2 separate regions of the Mus musculus genome follow, and region 1 is linked to region 2. A link is a contact called in public promoter capture Hi-C data. All regions are on one chromosome and are shown on one strand. The core of a region is the stretch at or near the end of the contact, and the rest is flanking DNA. Distances in the headings are between cores, read along the strand shown. Region 1 overlaps 4930414F18Rik (a long non-coding RNA gene). Region 2 overlaps Snx29 (sorting nexin 29).

Evidence for each region. Promoter capture Hi-C pulls out the DNA fragments that hold promoters and counts their contacts.
Region 1: a contact with region 2 is called in a promoter capture Hi-C map of embryonic stem cells, with 5 times the contacts expected there. The contact joins two enhancer-like sites. A contact is called at or near these places in 2 of 39 promoter capture datasets (cranial neural crest and embryonic stem cells) and 1 of 115 datasets of contacts at active chromatin or transcription factors (embryonic stem cells).

What each region holds. Positions count from the first base shown.
Region 1 is chr16:12,766,701-12,774,119 of GRCm38.p6, forward strand. It overlaps 4930414F18Rik (a long non-coding RNA gene), which reads right to left. Exons shown (of 3, transcript XR_875912.3): 2 at 463-615. Among named protein-coding and RNA genes, the nearest start is that of 1700003L19Rik, 41 kb to the right of the region's middle. Within about 2 kb of position 2,026, at least 5 of the 459 cell types and tissues checked have an H3K27ac peak or open chromatin away from gene starts, as enhancers often do. A contact at or near this core is called in embryonic stem cells, where this site is marked.
Region 2 is chr16:11,453,602-11,460,633 of GRCm38.p6, forward strand. The region is part of intron 13 of Snx29 (sorting nexin 29); the gene reads left to right. Among named protein-coding and RNA genes, the nearest start is that of Gm32100, 130 kb to the right of the region's middle. Within about 2 kb of position 2,975, at least 253 of the 459 cell types and tissues checked have an H3K27ac peak or open chromatin away from gene starts, as enhancers often do. A contact at or near this core is called in embryonic stem cells, where this site is marked.

The sequences.
Region 1 (7,419 bases), core at 776-3,275, 1.3 Mb after region 2:
GAGATGTCTAGGCCAGTGGGTCTCTATTTAGGATGGTGGCCTGCACAGTGATGAAAGGACTGTCACAAGTTGCCCAGGGACAGAGGCATGTAGCCAAATATACATGACTAACACAAAGCTGCTGCTTAATGCCTAGTAAATAATAGTATTCAATAGATTAACGTGGTCACTCCAAGAATATTGTGTTTATACTGGCCATTGTATCTCTACAAATGTAGAAATAAACCAAACCAAACTCAGCAAGTTTCCGGGTCTGACAGTGAGAAGTGGCTGTCTGGTAGATGGGGAACTGTAAGGAACAAGATATAAATGACATAAGGAAATGATACCATGGCGGAACGTAACCATGGAAACAAAGCCTATAGTGTGTGCATGAGTATGATAATATTGAAGTAAGGCAAATGCCCAGTGAAGTAATGTGTGAATGCCTTAATTAAGATTGGCTAAGAGTAGCTTAAATACCTTGTCTAGCCATGGCAAATCACTCGCTCCCAGAGTCCCGAGTCCCACAAAGATGCCAACATGCTGAGAGATCGAGTCCACCAGAATCCACCAACCCGGATGCCTGCCACCGAACAAGATGAGCCCGCACCGAGGACCGAGCTCCAGCTGGGCCTGAAAGCAGAAGGACACAGCTCGAACCTTACTCAACGTGCCACCATTGAACCAGGCAAGACATGGGCCTGACCAGAGGTTAGTGAAGTGTGTGTGTGTGTGTGTGTGTGTGTGTGTGTGTGTGTGTGTGTGTGTGAATGAATGTGATCCCATTTTGCTACTTATTTGTTTCTTGCTACTTATGAATAAATAAACTATTATGATCTGACCTCTGAGTCTGAGGCTTCCTTCTTGCTTCTGTCCTCAATCCTAATTCGTGACAAGAACAAGGCCCCAAGGGAGTCCTCGGCTGGCTTTTTATTCTGTGAAATGTTGGTGTTATATTATATAAGCATCAGTCATGGGATAATGTCCAATCAGGTCCTTTTCCAAAGCTTCTTGGACCCTAAAGGAATAAGATCACTGGCAAGCTTACAAATTACAATCTTGGATATAAAAATTGTCCTGTCCCTCATGGAAATCATAAGAGATCCAAAGAAATATCGAGATGACTGAAGCCCCTTGGTCATTTTATAGTTGGATGTTTTATATTCTGGAAATGAGAGGGGAGAAAAGATTGTGGTAGATGGCACTATTTGCTTCCCCAGCAGCTGTAACCATCGCTTTTCTCTCCTCTTAAGGAAGTATCTCTAATGATGACCTTTGTGCTCCCTAGTGAGAAGTTAAACTTAACTTTAAGACAGTCTGGCACCTCCCTTGTCTCTAAGGAGTGCAAAGTGGATACATTTGGAGGACACATTTGGAGTTCCAGAGTCCAAAAAAGCATCCTCACTCCTGACACCGACTGCAAGTCCAGGGGTCTTCTAACACCCTGGGCTGGCCTTGGTGACACACAGTACCCCATGAACAGGTAGCTATGAACCTGAGTCAAAGCAAACCTCTTCTTCCTCAAGTGGGGTTCTTCAGGTTTCTTGTTACCACAGTGCACAGCGAATAACATGGTGTGGAGAGCCTTTGGGGGCCGCTTGCTTCTAGATACTTGTGAGGAATTTTATATGGAGCCAGGACAGAAGGGAGGTCAAGGCAGGGATCTGGCTTGTGGGCCTGGTCTCAGGAAATAGGCCCAGATTAAGAACATTTACATTTGAGTTAATGCAAAACATCCCTTTTGTCTTGATAATCTCTCCAGCACCTTAGAACCCAGGTTTATAGAATTTTGTTTATTGCCTTGCTTATTCCTTGACCCAGAACTGATCTTATCATTTTGCATCACTTAAAAGAAGACTAGAAAAAACAAAAACAAAAACAAAAACAAAAACAAAAACAACTTTCAGCCTCAGAACTGGCTGGGATCTTGCTACAATGTTGTCTAATTATCTTTTTTCTTTTCAATTCTCATTCCTGCCCTGTAGAACCTGTTGACTGACTGAGCTGTCTCAGTCACCACAGCAGGATCCTGGGAAGCCTGTCTGAAGTTCAGTGTTCTTCCCTCCCTGTGTGACTATGAGCAGCTCTCTCAATGGTTCTGAACCCACATTTCCTAATCTGAGAGAGACTGAAAAAATGACTTGCTTAATTAACAGTATTTGGGGAAAAATCATGTGATAACTTTTGCCTTTGAGGAAAAGAACCCCCATTAAAACAACCTTAGCAAGAAACAGAAGCTCATTTGGTGGCAGATGATGCATGTGCACATTATCTCAAGGCCACATGGCAGTGCTGAGGTAAACAGCTTACCTGGGGTATTACAGGGGCCCTTTGGGAGGAGCTACCCCAGACTGAGTGCAGGTCTATTTCCCTAGTTACATCTTAAAGAGTGGATTGTTCACATGGTGTGAACTGAGGAGGGCTCTAGAATGAAGAGGTAAAGAGCAACATGAAACATACATAAGAATATTTTCTTCATATAGGCAAAGTACATTTCCTGAAGTGGCTTTGAATTCATTCTGTAGCTAAAGCAGATCTTCACCATACAATGCCCCCTGCCTTAGCCTAGCAAGTAACTGGAATTACAGGTCTATAAAAAAACAAGTAAACAACAACCTGGAGCACTATATCTTAATTTCTGTACAGTTCCCACCAGATGAGTAACTGAGAAATGGACAGATGCATGTTATTGAATATACACATGCATAAAAATATTACACAAACTGAAGGAAAAACAATGGATGAGTTTAGGAATCTTCAGAGATATGCTGAACACCTGTGTTCCCAGGATTTCTTGATTTTTCCCTGTGGTTTTAATACCTGAACTAGAGAGGCACATTTGGAGAAACTTGCTTTGAGTAGGTCATCTTAGAGCTAGAACACAGCTCAACACTACATTGTTTGCCTAAGCAACACACACACACACACACACACACACACACACACACACTCATATTATTATCCACATTTTACAGGTGATGGAACTAAGACTCTGGAAGGTTATCACTTTCCAAGGGATGCACAGTCTCTAATGATGGAGAGGAGTTTATAGTCTAATCTGACTTCAAATCTCAGATTCCAATCATTTTTTAAAATAATATTACATTTTGAAAAAAAGCATCATCTGGTTTTGAAAGAAAATGAAATTTAAGACTTGTGATCCATGTAACTCATGTCAATTAGTCCAAAGAGTTGTTTGCAAGCTTAGAAGCCTGGGGCTGAGAACATTGTGGAGCAGGCCAAGACATGCCAGTGCAGGCCTGTCGTTAAGACATTCCTGAGGCTGCTTGGCCATAAAGATAAAGAGAATGACATGTCTGGACTGGCCCGGTGCCTCCCTATCTCCCGCCCTTCTGACATGGGTTAAATGTTAACCAATGCTCTGCTGTTACCTCGATCTGCACGTACAGTCTGCTGATGTTTAAATGAACCAATCATGTGAAACCGCACCAATTCCTCCCCCAGCCCCAGACCCTTTTCTATAAAAACCCCTAGCTTTCAAGCCACGTGGCTGACAACCGTTGTCTCCTGTGTGAGATACGTGTCAGTCCGAGCTCTGTCATTAAACTACCTCATGTGTTTGCATCAAGACGGTCTCTCATGATTCTGTGGTTGCATGCCGACTCGGGATACGAGTGATGGTTTCCCCACTAGGTTCTTTCAATTTCACTGATGGTTTCTAGATGTTATTGAGACACATAAAATCATGCATGACCTTGAAGTCATGCTTGAAGCGATAGTATGGACAAAACACAGAGACAGGAGGGAAGAGGAAATTTGTCAGCACACAACCTAGAGTTGTATAAAAGCTTACAGAAACCAATACATGTGCTAATGATGAATTCTGTTGAGCGTGTTCCTCCTTCAGTGGGTCCATTGCTTTGTAAACAGTGCCTGCTGTAGGTGAATCACAGCACATTTTCACAGCAGCCTAACCCTTCCATGAATCTTATGAATGGAACCAAGCTGCCAAGCTCTACAGTAAGTGGCACGCGACGTAGTGTTACCCTAAATCAAGCTTTCTGTGGCTAATTTTTCACTGCATAGCAGGCTCTAATTTAGCTGTCAGACCCTAGGTCTTTTGCCAACGCTAATGCAGAATTGTGGCAGGGGTGATAATTATCTCCAGACTCTAGTACCTCCTTCCTTTACCTTCTGGCCACAAATACTCAGCAGCTTCAAGATAATTTCCTCTCTTATTTTCTTCATTAGTTTGCAAACTACTACTGCCAACAAAACAACCCATCTGATCAAAAATGTCAACATAGAGTGCTTAAAATATTAAAACTGTCAAATAAAGACTCCATTTTTACATACCAGTTCAGTGAGGTCACATACATGGAAAATGATTTCTAAAATTAGATTGTGTAGATTACAAGGTTGCTGGGATTTTCTTTTAGGCCTATAAAATCAAGCCCCACAATGATGGCTCTAGTTCTTGTTGGTTCAATGTCTTTGAAATCGGCTTCCTATTGTTCCTTGGACAAGATTGATTTTTGTCTTAATGGTAATGTCAAATGTTCTACACTCAAATGAAGGCTCCATGGCTTTTGCACTCAGTGAAACTAACAAGAAAATTACCTGAAAGAAAAGACTAGAATTTAGCTTGCTGTTCGTATTTTTTTCTCCCCACCATTAAACAATGCAGACAGACGGTGCAGCCTGTCCACCAACGCTTATTATCTGGGGTGCTGTTCTCTAGGAACCCTCATAGGCTGAGCACCTTGATTCAACTATAGTAACGAAATTTGTAGATTGGAATGACAGTGACAGAGATAATTGGAAATCTGAGAGGAAAGGGAGTTTGCCTGTGGTAGGACTGAGCTCCAGGAAGAGACAGAATTAAATGAGATGTCACATCCACAGGCAGAACTCCCAAACAGAATATTTGTCCAAATGAACACTATTATATCTGTAACTTGGATCTATAGAAAAGGAACACTTTCCTAAGTCCCTCCACTTGGACTAGTTAAAGGAGGTTCTTGCAAGAGGGCCAGTAGATGGGTGTGGATTGTTGAAGCTCACCTCCTCATGGTAAGAGAAGTTAGAATAAGGTGAAAGAAACAGCTACACATGTCATGAGCATGTGTGTGCATGCATGCATGCATAAATACATACATGCACAGACAGACAGGCTTACATGCGTGTATGCAGCATATGCATAAATATATATGTATATACATATATATATATATACATATATATATAGAGAGAGAGAGAGAGAAAGGGAGAGAGAGAGAGAGACAGTCAGACATATGATACTGCATGTGTTGTTCTGGGATATGCTAGAGAGCCAGAAATATGGAAAAGTAGACAAAGGCAGAAAACAAGACAAAGCTGCGGAGATGAACGTACAGAAGATTAATTCATTGGGAGGCAGAAAAGAAGGCAAGCAGCATTTATTTATGAATGAACAACGATTGTACATTCAAACAACGAGGACTTGGTTAGTGTCTTTGCATGCATTTTTAAAGCTTAAGTACATGTCAGGGAGAAGCAAAGGAACCAAGGATTTGCACATTCATTCAAGTGAGCAAGAGAGATTTTCAAACTACCCAGGAACATATTTGGGGGTGGGGATTAGAATTTCTTGTTCAATACAATGAGTTTTCAATAGCATTGTTTTTACTTAATATTTTAAGATTTTCTTTTTATTTTGATTTATTTTTATGTATCTGTCTGTGATTATTCATGCAGTTGCCTAAAGAGGCCTAAAGAGGGAATAGAATAGTCTGGAATTGGACTCCCAGACCAAGTAAGCCACCCAACATAGTTGCTAGGAATCAAACTTGGTTTCTCTCTGCAAGAGCAGCAAGTGGTGGTGCACGCCTTTAATCCCAGCACTTGGGAGGCAGAGGCAGGTGGATCTCTGAGTTCAAGGCCAGCCTGGTCTACAGAGTGAGTTCCAGGACAGCCAGGGTTACAGAGAAACCCCGTCTCGAAACAAAACAAAACAAAAAGTGCAGCAAGTGTTCTTAACTATTGCTGAGTCAGCTTTAACCGCTGAGTCAGCTCTCCAGCTCCTTTGTTAACTGCTGAGTCAGCTCTCCAGCCCCTTTGTTAACTGCTGAGTCAGCTCTCCAGCCCCTTTGTTAACTGCCGAGTCAGCTCTTCAGCTCTGTTATTGCATTCTCAACATTCTAGAGTTTACAGAGTTTGAGCATCCAAACCCTCTCCTGTCGTTTATTCTTCATGAAAAGCATACATGTAATAACAGCTAACAGTGAGCAGCTTCTAGGTATTAGGCATTTCACCCTGTACTTACATACATATTAATCCATTTCCTCTCTTTATACGGCTATACTAAGTGAAAACTATGAGCACCATTGTCTTAGTCAGTGTCCTCATGTGAACAGACACAATGACCACAGGAACTCTTATAAAGGACAACATTTAGTTGAGGGTGGCTTATAGTTTCAGAGGATTTGTCTGCGATTGTCATAGCAAGAAATGTGGTGGCATGTAGGCAGGCATGGTGCTGGAGAAGGAGCTGAGAGTTCTACATCTTGATCCACAGGCAGCAAAAGTGACTGCCACACTGGGCATGGCTTGATTATATATGACATACTTCCTCTAACAAGGGCATACCTTCTAAGAGTGCACTCCTCGTGGCCAAGCATTCAAACACATGAGCCTATGGCATGAACCTATGGGGCCATTCCAATTCAAACCAGCAGAGTCACCTTCATTTTGTACATGAGGAGTCTGAGTCAATAAGATCAAATAATTAATCAAAGTTTTAATAACTGGAAGACATGGAGTTGGGATGTAATATAGGCAAACCTGACAGCCCTGTTAAATATTCTTAAGACTATGGTGTCTTCAGCCCCTGCTATGCTGCCATGTACATTATGCATTTAATTCTAGTGTACAAAATAAAGTGATATGAGGATTTCCAAAGATATAAAGTGACAGAGCCAAAGACCATCTTGTAAGCTAATCATTGATAGAGATGGTGTATATTGTCATTTAGCTAGATCTCCCTGGGCATGTCTGTTAGGGACTTTCTAGACTGGGTAAACTAAGATGGGCAGAGTCGCTTTGAACATGGATTGCACTATTGTGTGGACTGGGGTCCCAGGCACAATATAAAGGAAAAGGAAATCTGTTTCCTGACTGCAGATGCAATGGAACCAGTCACCTCACACCTTTGCTGCATGATGGGCTGTGCCTGCAAACTATGAGCAAAAATAGATTCTTCGTCCTTAAGTTGCCTTTGTCTGCTATACTGTCACGGAAGCATAGAAAGTTACCAATATTCCCAGTTGCCAGGAGAAGCTGGAGGAAACTAATTTCTCTACACCAATATGTCTTGTCTGTCCTAGGTTGGTGTGTATCACAGTTCTTGGGACAAATTCCCTTCCAAGCCCTTTCCATATTCCCTTGATAAATTCCTAAAAGAAAAATAAATGTAAAAGGCCTCAGAGCTAGACTCAA
Region 2 (7,032 bases), core at 1,725-4,224:
CACAGGAGAAAGGATGTTCTGCTAAAGTAATCCTGTTAAAGGACACATGATGAAAGATTCTTTGCTAACAACACGCATGTATTGGTCTGCCTTACATTGTATAGTTGAACTCCATTTGTCAGGACTCCATAGAGAGATATGCACCAAGCAACTTCTGGTGGTGTGCTGCGGCTTTTTGCCGCTTCTGCAGACTGATTGGCAGTGACTTTTGAGACAGATGCATGTGCTGAGGCAAGACCCGGGGAGGACACGGGATGTTTGGAGGGTATAAAAAGGACTCACTTGGTGGTCTCGCTTTGCTGATCTTCATTTCACTGAGATTGGCACAGCTGAGAACTTTTCCTGGCATTCCTGTTGGCCCTGGTGCCTCCTGCTGACTTGTGCAGAGGCTGAGGCCTGGCTGTCTCTGCTAGGTAGCGCCACTGCTGCTGATTTGTGTTTGTTATCTCGACGCTACCAACCTGGACTGCTGTATGTCTGTGAAGTGTTTGTGAGTAGAGCAAGCTGCTGCTGCTGACCTGTGAACTGAACTGCTATTTCTAGATAACACAGATGGGAGTTGCTCCAAAGAACCTTTCTAAACAGGTCCATAAGCCCGCCCCTCATATCCTTTCTTTCCCACTACCTCTGGTGAGTGGTGGGCTGTAAGAGAGGTTAAAGTGTTTAAGAACCATCATTAAAAAGGATTTGAAAGCATTAAAGTTACACAGGAGTGGCAGAAACTGACATTTTCCGGGTTCCAGCTCAGGTCTAACATATCTAATTTGGTCAAGGTAATTCCATCTCCTTCCAGCAAGATTGCTGCAGGGTTCCTAGACTGTTTCAGAAATGACATGTGGTCTAATTTTGCCATGGAGACAGGGGTGGGTCTTCAGAACTTTGGTGGGAGCTCATCTCTTGTCTGTTGGATGGCTCTCTCTTCTGGGTAACTTTCTGTTGGGGTATGAAGCCTAGAGCTGCCTTGGCCATTGTGTTCTCATGAGGGAAGACAGCATAGGGTGAGGGTATGCAGGCACTCAAATGAGGAGCGGTGGGCAAGAGAGCTGGGTTTCAGGATTCACTGGGATGCTGGGCCAACCTACTCTTTTTGTTTGTTTGTTTGTTTGTTTCAAGACAGGGTTTCTCTGTATAGCCCCAGCTGTCCTGGAACTCACTCTGTAGACCAGGCTGGCCTTGAACTCAGAAATCCACCTGCCTCTGCCTCCCAAGTGCTGGGATTAAAGGTGTGCGCCACCACCGCCCGGCTCCAACCTACTCTTGAAGGCCTCTCTGGACCTTCTCACAGTGTGGGCTGATGAATCCCCACTGCTCTTGAGATGAACTGGAGTTGGGTTTCTGTTTCTTGTCACTTTAAGAACATTCATCAGCAGAAGGTTGTGTCCAGCATCTCCTGACCTACCCAGGTAAGGGCTCTCCGTGGTGCTCATGCTCAGGCACCAGCATTGCACAACAGTTACTACTAGCAGTGACAATAGCGTACTGCCACCAAAGGCTCAAATTTAGGCCAGAGGCTTCCTCAGGAGGGGCATGCTCTTGTGCTCACCTGGTTTTTCTTACCGCTGACGTAATGCCTGGCTCAAATAGGTCTCAGTGAAGTTGGTCTGGTGAGGGAGGGAAGTGTTGTGGGGCTAGTGGTGGTGTGACCTGACCCAAGTTATCTCCAAGGAATGCCCACTGGGCTCTTCTTAGTTATAGCTCAGTTCTAGGGAGCTCTTGGACTTGCTTGTTACCTGTTCCAAGACTATTTTGCTCACCATTTGGGAAGTGAAGCTTTCTGGAAATCCCTTCTACTTTAGCTTTAGCTAGTGAGAGCATTCATGGATGACAGAAGCCCACTTAGAGGCCTCTGAAGAAGGGCAGTGGAGTGGCTAGGGAACTCCTGCTGTGAAGGAGACCTGTTTCTCCACATCTCTCTATCCTTTTTCTTGCAGTTGGCTTCATTATCAGGTTTGATCTTCTCTCATGGTGACTAGAGGATCTGTAACAGACCATGGCTGTGCTGTGCCCAGCCACTTCACCTCGTCTCCCCAGCAGCAGGCATCTCTTGCTCTCAGGCCCAGATCAACGCTCCCTGTATCCAGGAGGTGGCATCCTTTCCTTTCTGAACTGCAGGAGTGAGTGTGGGGCTGGAGAGGACTTCCCTAGATGGGCAGCAGTGACTGTAGACTTCCCATGGTGATTCCTCCCCATCCCATTTAGGTGCTTTAGATGTTCCAAATTAATGTATTAGTGGCGTTGGGCCGACAGCCCTCAGTGGAATCTGACAGGAGTGAGTACACTATGCTACCTCCTCTGGCTGCTTTCTGTGGTTTATGTCTCACAAACTGTGACCTCTAGTGACCTTGTTAGTCATCTATTTTGCCGTCTTTGGACTTCATGCTAGCAGATTTGCTGTTCCTTTTTTGTAAACATTCTTGGTGACACTCCTAATGTCCATAACTAATATAACATACATATAACACAAGTGATTTAGGAAGCTAGCTTATAGTTTATGTGAAAGAGAAATGAACAAGAAGCCATTCATAATAGAAGCAGACTCTGTTCTACATTGGTTAGGATAGTTCTGGGACAGAGTGAACCACAGATGCCAGCTCTCTGCTGGCAGGGCCAGCCTAGTCTCTCCAGGGCTGAGTGGGATGGTGACTGTTGCAGCCCAAAACAAACACACCCAGGCCGGGAGTCTGTCAGAGCAGGAACTTGTTTTATTGTAGCAGTCTTTCCTTTATATAGGGTTGAAGAAAGAGGTGGGGATTTTTGGTGAGGTGAGATGATGTAGAGGGCGGGGAAGGATGCCGTAGGGTATAGGGTGACTGACAGAGCCAATAAAGTTATTCTACATCAGTGGTAGCTAGGCAAAGGCAGGCTTAAGCAGAAAGTGCTGAGTCACTCCAGTACGGAAGTGAGCAAGACAGGTCTCTAAACTAGAGCAAAGACTCAGACTTCCTCACTAGGCCTCAGTATCTGGCGAATAAGGCCCAACCCACAGCTTATAAAGCACTTCCTGGTCCACAGCTTGCACATAGAGAGGGAGGACCAGAGTGGCTGTTTATAGCAAATACGGAATGAAAATGCAGAGTGCAGCAGACCCCAGAGGAGAAGGGCTGTCAGCATCTGTGAGAGGCGGCTCCAGGTTCAGATTCTACACCAGTCTCCTACAGATGGCCCTAGGAGGCCGAGCCAGCACTGTGTACTGCCCCAGCCTCTCAGAAGGAATGGTGTCTTCAGCCTACTCTACATTTTGGCCTGACTATGCCGCCAGGCATGCCTACTTATCCCACACCTGAAGGGGGCAGCATTGCCACCAAGAGAATCCCTGCCTCAGCCTTTTCCCTTGTCCTTTTTCTCAGGACCATTGGCAGAAACACTGCAGAATGTATGTTTAGTCATCCTCTTGACCTGATTCCCCACGTGATCTTCTGAGCACCTACTGTGTCCAGTCACCCTTCCCTCTGCCTCCCTCATTCAGGCTACTGGACGAGTCACTTGTCTGGTGTGATGAGCTGAGAGTCCCACCTTTGCTCCATGCTCAGCAGCAGCCCCAGGTCCCTAACTTGCAGCTGAGAGCAGGGGAATCCATGTATAAGTCGGGACTTGTGTGTTAGGCCCAAGCATCAGGATAGGCAAAGATCTGTCTCAGTGGAAACTGCTCACCTGTAGTCTGGTGCTGCCGGAGTTCTTCCAGGCTCTGTAGTTTACCTTGTTCATTTGTTAACTCTTCAAAGAGCAGCTGTTTTGTGGTAAGCTTTATCAGTTAGAAATGAACAGAGCATGGCTGCGTGAGCCTATGTGTTTAAATTGAAGAGGGGTGGGTGGGGTGGGATGGGGTGTATAGACACAGATGTTAAACATTTGGCTGAGTGATTCTGTGCGCCAGCCATGCTCAGGTGTAAGTGTGGCATGATGTGGGGCAGGGGTGGGATTAGTTTTGCGTCAGTTTACTTTAGTCTTTGGGTTTGTTTGGTTTTTGTTTTTGTTTTGGCAGAAGCTTGGTAGATAGCCCAGGTTGTTCTTGATGTTCTTGAACTTAGTGTATAACCTAGGCTGGCCTTGAACTCAGAGTCCCATTGCCTCAGCCTTGAAAATATTAGGATTACAAGAGTGTGCTACCATTGTCAGCTCTGTCTGAGGCTGGGGTAGAGGGAGGTGCCTCAGGCACCATTTAAGGAAATACTTATTTACATAGGAGCCTCTGTTCCCAGTGGATGTGGGATGGCAGATGGCCACTTAGTGCCTAATGCTTCTCCTTTGGAAAGCCAGGGTGAAACAGTCTTACTCTTATAGATTTTTTTGCAAGAGTTAATGCTGATAAGTGCCACCCAGAGGCCCCTGCAGGTATCCTTAGCCAGAGCTGGGACCATGGAAGTAATTTATTCCTACACCTCAAGGCTACAGTCACTTTTTGGAGTTCATCTGGCTTGGTGTTGCTCAGACATAACTAACGTTCTAATAAAGAATTCTCTGGGTTAAAGTGCTAACCATGCTGCTTAGCTCTGGCTGCACATTTCAGTCCCCAGGGGAAGCTTACAGAACTATTAGGCCCAGGCCACCTTCCAGACTAATTAAGTTAGGCTTTCTAGAGGCGAGACCCAGACTGCACAGGTCTGGTGCCCAGATGTTAATGTCCTGCCAGGTATTGGGTGATGGAAGTGCAGCAGGCTGAGCTGATGGTGGGCACTTCTGAGGTTCTGCAGGGGATGCAGAGGCTGCTGGTGACATCCAGGAAGGTGAAGGTGCTTGATATTTTTATTTCAGAACCAAATGGAGAGTCAATTTGTTACTGTTAGTTTCTTTTGGAAGTGTTGGCATTTTTCATTTTTGCTTAAGAGTTTATTTTCAAGTAAGCTGTAAACAACTTAAGGGATGACTTTGTTTACCGATCTGTATGTGAACTTAAGCCTAGGCCTGCTCATGCTTTGCCCGTCAACACGGATTGCGTGTTCACAGGTTAAAACTGCACATGTGTTTTCTGAGGTGGAATTCTTTTTAAGGCAGGTTCTTTCTTCCTATATGGTCTAGTCTGGTCTTTGATTGGGACCCCCCTGCCTTAGCTTCTCTAGTGCTAGCATGGCAGGGGTGTGCTGTCAGACTCAGCTAGAGCAGAATTCTGTCATCTCTGGCTAGTTGACACTTCTTAAGGAAGTTTTTATTTCTGTGTTTTCAAACATTACCCTGCAATTGTAAAAGCTGTGGACCAACCCCAAATGGGAGGAGGCCCAAATCCCATGGCCCAATGCAATCAATCACTGTCTTCATTGTTAGTCCATCAAGTCCATTTTCTAAGCTTAGTTTTTACACCTTTAGTTGTGTGTTGCAAGTTATGTGTCATGTGTTTTATATTTTCTTCTGTTTCTATGCAGATTTCAGATCATGTTTAAGTAGCCCTCGCCCCAGCAAATGAAGGCAAGTGTGACTGATAGTCTTTACGTGTGAGGACAGAAGAGTTCCTAAAGACACCCACTTGGGTACAGTCTCTGCTAGTGCTTTAGTTTTTATTTGGAGGGGACTGGCAAGATGGCTCAGGTGAAGGAGCTCCTTGTTGAGCCTGGAGACCTGAGTGTAATCCCTGGATCTCATGTGGTGGGGGAGAGTGAACGCCCACATGGTGTCCTCTGACCTCTACACATGCACTGTGGCACACGAGTCTTCACACACATGCACACAGATTATTGTTGATGAGGCATTTATGCCTTTAGGTTCAAACTCACTTTACAAAATCTGATCCAGTAGTGCACAGCAGCTTTGAAGGAAGTCAACCTTGTTTCTCTGAGTCTGTGCACAGGGGGTACTATGTCTGGACACACCTTTATTTATCACGATGTCACTTTCCTTCTTCCTGAGTTCTTACAGTGTATCACAAGCATACAGGCTTTTCTAAAGCCACTCCTTTATTAACTGCAGCTTGATTCCTAGAGTACAACTGCCATGGTAGAAGGTCTGAGCATTTCTGAAGACTCATGATTTGTGCTACAGTTTGGATGGAGTTTTCCCTGGAGGGGGATTTGGGATCCTCAGTATGGTGGTGTTGGGAGAGGATGTGGAGCCTCAGCGGGGCCTGCTGGGAGGTCCCTGCCTCACAGAGCTGCCCCTGAAGAGGTTAAGGGGGCTTTGGAGAGACTCCCTTCCAGCTCCATCTCTCCTGACACTTGTAGCAGGAAGCTACCCCAGAACTGTTGACTTGCTTTCAGATATGATCCCCCCTTTTTTATTTTTAGATTTATTTATTTTATGCATGTGAGTATACTGTAGCTGTATAGTGGTTGTCGGGAATTGAATTTTTTAGAACCTTTGCTCGATCTTGTTGGGCCGCTCCCTTAGACCCTGCTCTCTCCCGCCCAAAGATTTATTTATTATTATACATAAGTACACTGTAGCTGTCTTCAGATCACCAGAAGAGAGCATCAGATCTCATTACTGGTGGTTGTGAGCCACCATGTGGTTGCTGGGATTTGAACTCAGGACCTCAGTGCTCTTACCCACTAAGCCATCTCACCAGCCCCTAAGATATGATTTCTTAACCAGGCAATGCACATCTGTAATCCTAGCACCAGGAGGCTCAGGCAGGAAGATTTTAAATTCTAGGCTAGCCTGGGCTATATAGTAAGTTTGATCAAACCCGAGCTATGTGGCAAGATCCCCTCTGAAAACAACAAAATCAAAAATCAAGTTGAATGGTTGAAAGCATTTGCTGTGTCACCTCAGCACTATGTTGCAGCAGTGCAAAGCAAATTAATACAATCTCTTTGCAATAGAGTCTTACTGTAGAGAACAGAGCAGGCTGTGAGTGGGCCTAGTTCACTGTGATTGCTAAAGCTGTGTGGCATGTCACAGTGTTTGCAGTAGTTTCCAGCCATGTGATGCTGAGTCTGCATCCACTTCCATGAGACAGTAGGTGACTCCTGAAGCAAAGATCCTTGTGTCACAGTTCTCTGTCCCTCTGTGTCTTTTCTGTGTGTAATCTCAGGAGTGGGATGCCATAGTCAAGGCATATGGTTGTAGTGGAACAAGCTGTATACCTTTCTTAGCGCACTAAGT